Linked DNA regions of Mus musculus: region 2 is linked to region 1. The links are chromatin contacts, called in public promoter capture Hi-C maps. All regions are on one chromosome and are shown on one strand. The core of a region is the stretch at or near the end of the contact, and the rest is flanking DNA. Distances in the headings are between cores, read along the strand shown.

Evidence for each region. Promoter capture Hi-C pulls out the DNA fragments that hold promoters and counts their contacts.
Region 2: a contact with region 1 is called in a promoter capture Hi-C map of embryonic stem cells, with 7 times the contacts expected there. The contact joins the promoter of Proca1 here to the promoter of Wdr81 in region 1. A contact is called at or near these places in 3 of 39 promoter capture datasets (embryonic stem cells, liver and pre-B cells).

Annotation. Positions count from the first base shown.
Region 1 is chr11:75,453,131-75,456,305 of GRCm38.p6, reverse strand. It overlaps Wdr81 (WD repeat domain 81), which reads left to right and starts at 1,589. Exons shown (of 10, transcript NM_138950.2): 1 at 1,589-3,175. The coding sequence starts at 1,867.
Region 2 is chr11:78,193,219-78,196,393 of GRCm38.p6, reverse strand. It overlaps Proca1 (protein interacting with cyclin A1), which reads right to left and starts at 1,692. Exons shown (of 4, transcript NM_001368876.1): 1 at 1,440-1,692. The coding sequence starts at 1,521.

The DNA of each region.
Region 1 (3,175 bases), core at 340-2,839:
GATCTCATTATGGATGGTTGTGAGCCATCATGTGGTTGCTGGGATTTGAACTCAGGACCTTCAGAAGAACAGTCAGTGCTCTTAACCGCTGAGCCATCTCTCCATCCCCCAACCCCTTTCTCTTTTGAGTTAGGTTTTGTGTAGCCCTGGGTGGCGTTACCTTAACTACACTGGCTTTGAACTTGCAATGATACTCTGCCTGATCTGTCTTAATCATTTTGAGATAGGGACTCACTACATAGCCTTTGCTGGTCTGGAACTAACAGAGATCTGCCTGTTTCTGCCTTGCAAATGCTGGGAATAAAGTTATGTACCACCACACCTGGAGTTTAAGGGTTTTTTGTTTGTTTGTTTTTCGAGACAGGGTTTCTCTGGGTAGTCCTGGCTGTCCTGGAACTCGCTCTGTAGACCAGGCTGGCCTTGAACTCAGAAATCCGCCTGCCTCTGCCTCCCAAGTGCTGGGATTAAAGGCGTGTGCCACCACGCCCAGTTTAAGGGTTTTTTTTTGTTTGTTTTTTCCTGAGACAGGGTTTCTCTGTGTAGCTCTGGATGTTCTGGAACTCACTCTGTAGAGCAGGTTAGCCTTGAACTCAGAAATCTGACTGCCTCTGCCTCCCAAGTGCTGGGATTAAAGGCGTGTGCCATCACTGCCCAGTGATTTTTTTTTTTTTAATGTGTGTATTTGTATGGGTGTGTGGGTGCTTGTGGAAGCCAGGTGTCAGATCCCCAGAGCGGAAGTGTTCTTAACCGCTGAACCATCTCTCTTCCCTCTTCCCTAACTCTGATTTTAAAGGCACCAAACTCTTAGGTAGGAGACTATACACACACACACACACACACACACACACACCCGTACACACCCGTACACACCACATGACCATGCCTGAGCACACAAGTGGTTTTATTGCTGGTCTGGCCTGTGTATGAGCTGGAACCAAAACCTTTGTCGGGAGATCCGCAGTCTGCAGTTTGAGCACAGGCTCTCTGGTTTCTGTTCTCTGTCCTGTGTCGCATCTTGACTAGAGGCAGAGAAGCATCTGCAAGGCTGTGACCACGCTGGCTGGTGCTCTGCCATCTACATTTTCAACAGGAAATCTCAGGAGAGTATTTCCTTTTAAGAACGCCAGACTTTTGTGCCTGGGCCACTTCTCTACTTCCCAGAACATTGTGTGCCAAGTGGCAAGTTATTAACCAAGTGCTTTGGAAAATTAAACTCCTTGGTTTGCAGAGTAGCATGGGAGCATTGAGAGGGTGTATGCCTAAAGGCCTGGTTCTGCTGCTGGCAGAGCTGACACTTGGCTAAAGGGCTGGCATTTCTGAGATGAGCCTCACTAGATCCGCGTCTCAGAGTCTGCAGGAGAAATCAGAGAGGGGAGAAGGTCCAGTGGCCTGTTCAGGATGATCTTCCTCTGCATTTAAGGGCGGCTGGTTTGCCCACGTAGCCCCAGAACCAAACGAGCCTCGGACGAAGCCCCCTAAAGGCAGTAGGAGAGACTGAGCCTTGGCTCTTCAGCAGGGGTGGGGACAAGAGCAAGAGGCGGGATCTCGCCCGGCCCTTTAGAGACACGTGCGGTTGTTTCCGTGTCTGGGAGATCACATGACCCGCATCAGCTGACCCGTCACGGTGGAGCTCAGCGCTGGTGCTTCGCGCTCCCCGCCCTGCTGCGCCCCGGAGCGCAGGACCCTGCGGAGGGGTAAGAAAACCCCCAGGCTTTCTTTCCTTTGTCGCTGGTTCGCGCAGTCACCTGCACCCTACCCCCCGCTCCTCGTTCATCCCAGTCTTCCCGGCCTGGCACCCCGGAAGCCACTGCGAGGAGGGCCGTGGCCAGGCTCAGCCTTGCGCTGCCCCCAGGCGGCCAGGACCAAATGGCCCAGGGGAGCAGAAGGCGGAAAGTGGTTCTTACAGCAGGGTCCGAGGGCTGGTCCCCTTCCTCAGGACCTGACATGGAGGAGCTGCTCCGGAGCGTGGAGAGAGATCTGAACATTGATGCCCGGCAGCTGGCCCTGGCGCCGGGGGGCACTCATGTAGTGGCCCTAGTGTCCACGCGTTGGCTGGCTAGTCTCCGGGAGCGCCGACTGGGACCCTGTCCCCGGGCTGAGGGCCTGGGTGAAGCAGAAGTCAGGACTTTACTGCAACGTTCGGTACAGAGGCTGCCCCCAGGCTGGACTCGAGTGGAGGTGCATGGGCTGCGGAAACGGAGACTGTCCTACCCGCTGGGTGGAGGCGTGCCCTTTGAGGAGGGGTCCTGTAGCCCTGAAACTCTCACTCGGTTCATGCAGGAGGTGGCTGCCCAGAATTACCGGAACCTGTGGCGCCATGCATACCACACTTATGGACAGCCTTACAGCCACAGCACTGCCCCCTCAGCTCTACCTGCCCTAGACTCTATACGACAAGCTCTCCAGAGGGTGTATGGATGCACCTTCTTGCCAGTGGGTGAATCCATCCCATGTCTATCAAATGTCAGGGATGGGCCCTGCCCCTCTCGGGGCAGCCCTGCCTGCCCCAGCCTTTTGCGAGCTGAGGCTTTGCTGGAGTCGCCCGAGATGCTCTATGTGGTACACCCTTATGTGCAATTCTCCCTGCATGATGTAGTTACCTTCAGCCCTGCCAAGCTGACCAACAGCCAAGCCAAGGTGCTCTTTCTTCTCTTCCGTGTTCTGAGGGCCATGGATGCCTGTCACCGCCAGGGGCTGGCCTGTGGGGCTCTGTCTTTGCACCACATTGCTGTAGACGAGAAGCTATGCAGTGAGCTCCGGCTGGACCTGAGCGCTTACGAGATGCCTTCCGAGGATGAAAACCAGGAGGGCTCTGAAGAGAAAAATGGGACAGGCATTAAGTCTGAAAAAGAGGGGGAAGGGAGAACTGAGTGTCCCACCTGCCAGAAAGAACTTCGGGGCCTTGTGCTAGACTGGGTCCATGGCCGAATCAGCAACTTCCACTACCTCATGCAGCTGAATCGGTTGGCAGGTCGACGGCAGGGGGATCCCAACTATCACCCAGTGCTGCCCTGGGTGGTGGACTTTACCACACCTTATGGGCGCTTCCGAGACCTTCGTAAATCCAAGTTCCGACTCAACAAGGGAGATAAGCAATTGGACTTCACCTATGAGATGACCCGGCAGGCATTTGTTGCAGGTGGTGCAGGAAGTGGGGAGCCACCCCATGTTCCTC
Region 2 (3,175 bases), core at 443-2,942, 2.7 Mb before region 1:
TAATTTGCTCAGGATGAAAGGTGACAGCAGAGGCAGAAAAGCTGGTCTTCTTGGCTCCCAAGCCAGTGTGCCTTGCTGGCTAAGGAGACACATATCCTAAGCTAAGTACCCTATGCCACAGCTCCAAGGCCAAGCCCTGAAACTAGATTCAGCTCCTGCCTTATCCAGTTGTCACCCCCAAAACATTTGCTTTTAATCCCCACCTTGCGGATTCCTCACTTCTGATTTCCTTTCTTTGATCTTGATGCAGGGCCTCCCCTGTGGCGCTCAAATCCTAAAGCTATTCCAGTAAAGGCCTGTGCCTAGGCCAGGCTCAAACTGCACTGGACTCCTTTCCTCCTGTCACTCTAGCAGGCTTTATGCAAGGCTGAAGCCTGTTTGCCTTCCACTAATACTCCTAATAGATGTTGACAACATCAGCTGTTTGGGAGGGAAAACAGGAAGGATCAACGAGAAGTGGGATTTGGAGAGATAGTCTGCCTCTTTGTCCAAAGAGGACAGAGGGGAGCGGTGATCAAGGCAGTCGGTCCAGAGCTCCTGTGGCAGAATGAAGATGGTAATAGCTTGAAAGGAAGAGAAAAGCATGTGGTCTCTTCGTTGGGACAGGTAGCAGGGACCTAACTCAAAATGCACATTTATTTGTAGAGGATCCTCCTTATCCTGCAAAACCCCTCCCTTCCTTTGAGGCCCAGAGGACAGGCACTAGAGCAGCCAAAAGAATGTGTGTGGAGGGACAAAAAAAAAAAAAAAAAAGCCGGTCAGTGGTGGCGCATGCCTTTAGTCCCAGCACTTGGGAGGCAGAGGCAGGGGGGATTTCTGAGTTCAAGGCCAGCCTGGTCTACAGAGTGAGTTCCAGGACAGCCAAGACTATACAGAGAAACCATGTCCCGAAAAAAAACGAAAAAACAAAACAAAACAAAACAAAAGGTGTGTGGAGGGAAGAAAGAAAGAAAAAGGAAGAGAGAGCGAGAGCGAGAGAGCGCGAGAGAGCGAGCGAGAGAGCGAGAGAGCGAGAGAGCGAGAGAGCGAGAGAGAGAGAGAGAGAGAGAAAGAGAGCGAGCGAGAGAGCGAGAGAGCGAGAGCGAGAGAGAGAGAGAGAGAGAGAGAGAGAGAGAGAGGAGAGTGCAAGAGAGGCCAGTGAGCCCTGTTCTGGGAAATGTCTCCTAGCTAGGCACTTGGAGGTGATTATGATGTCACTTGTGGAATACTCAGACGCTTTCCCACCCTCAAGGTCAATGGAACTGGCCGCCCAGCCCTGGAGCCCAGATGAGCATTGGGCCAAGGGTTCTACCGAACCCTAGCGCCTTTGGGGCGGTAGCCCAGGCCAGAGGTTGCAGCCTAATGCTCAAGAGCTGAGCCTGGGTCGGGAGGAAGCCAAGTCAAGCAAACTTCCAGAGCCACGCCCAGCCACGCCCCCATCCTTCTGCCCCGCCCCTTACCAGTTCTCTCGGTTCTCTCAATTTTGCGGCCAGACCTTTCCTCAGTCCATCTTTTAACCGTTATTGTCGTCCTGACCCACATCGCTGTCAGCCCAGTTCTTCCACAGGACCCTACCTCGCAGAGTTCAACGTTGAACCTCAGCTTGGTCGAGCCCTCGGCCCAGCTGTAAGCTCCAGTCCAGCCCCTAGCTCCGCCTCATGCTTGCCCAACCCCCCGCCCGCCTCCCCCCCTCAGGTCTTCCAGCCCGGGTCTAAGCGTCAGTCGGGTTCTTCATCCGGGATCTCCAGCTCCTTCCAGTCCCTTCGTCACACCCTTAACGCCAGTACGGGCTTTTACCTTTACCTTACAGACCCAGCACTCAGTCCCATACTTAGCACCTTGCTGGTCCCTGCTTCTAGAAAACTCTAGCCCAGAGCCCCGCCCACAACAGTTGCTGGCCCCGCCCCTTCCAAATTCAAGCTCTAGCACCAGGACCGCCACGCCTTCTGGAGGTTAGCCAGGGACCAATCTTCATGAACGTATGTCCTTGCAGGTATCCTGGCTTTGCGTCTCCTTGGTGACAAGTCCCTCCTCCACTGTGTATAGTACACCCTAAAGCCCCCTAACCCCGGATCGCCAGACCCATCCCCCTCAGATCTACCCTTCAGATTTCCTCCCAATCCCTAGGCCCCACAGTGCCCTATTTTCCTGTTGAGAAAGTAAGGTGACTTACATTCGTGGTAACTCCATCCCAGTAGGAAACCTTCACGTTGCTCAAACACAGCGTCCACACTTCACTCGTATATCACACACGATGACGCCAAAAGTCTACACAGATCTAACATAAGAAGTACATGTGTGCGGGGTGGTGGTGGCGCACGCCTTTAATCCCAGCAACTCGGGAGGCAGAGGCAGGCTGATTTCTGAGTTCGAGGCCAGCCTGGTCTACAGAGAGAGTTCCAGGACAGCCAGGGCTACACAGAGAAACCCAGTCTCGAAAAACAAAAACAAAACAAAACAAAAAAGTATATGTGCAACTGTCCTATACATGCACCTCATGGGACTACACATTCGGGCAGGCCCCTGGGAGAACTGAGTATTGAGGTGACTTCTCACATGCACACTGGGTTAACCAACTCTGTACAAGACGATGTGAATGAATGAGAGCTGCTTCACAGATATCCCTCACGTCACATCTCTCAGTTTACCTCCAATCAGCTTCCAAAGCCAGAATAGGTGTACCTCAAAAAGCAGAGGATAGGCTGGCCATGGTGATGTTTGCCTTTAATCCACACACTTGCAGGTAGATCTCTGAGTTCGAGGCCAGCTTGATTTTCATCGTGAGCTCCAGGAGAGCCAAGATCAGGACTCAAAAAAAAAAAAGAGGGGGGGGGGTAGGGGAGAAAGCCGGATGTGGTGGCATGGGCCTGTGTGCCTTTGTTGGGAGGCAGAGGCAGGCAGATCTCTGAGTTTCAGGTCACCTGGGGCTGACCATGAAACCCTGTTTCAAAAATAAATAAATATAACCCCCTAGTAGTAAGGGTGGATTACTTCCTTAGAGTTGCTGGTCAGGGAAGCCTCTAGAACAATAGGGCTATTTACCACTGCTGTCAGCAACATTCCAAAACTGAATGGTAAGACCCTGTTGTTAATGATGTCATATGTGTTGGTTACAGGACTTGGGACTGAGCCAGAAGTGTCTGTACCAGTGGCCTGGCTCCTGTAGTACAGAAAGTGCAGTGAAGGATTTCTGGGG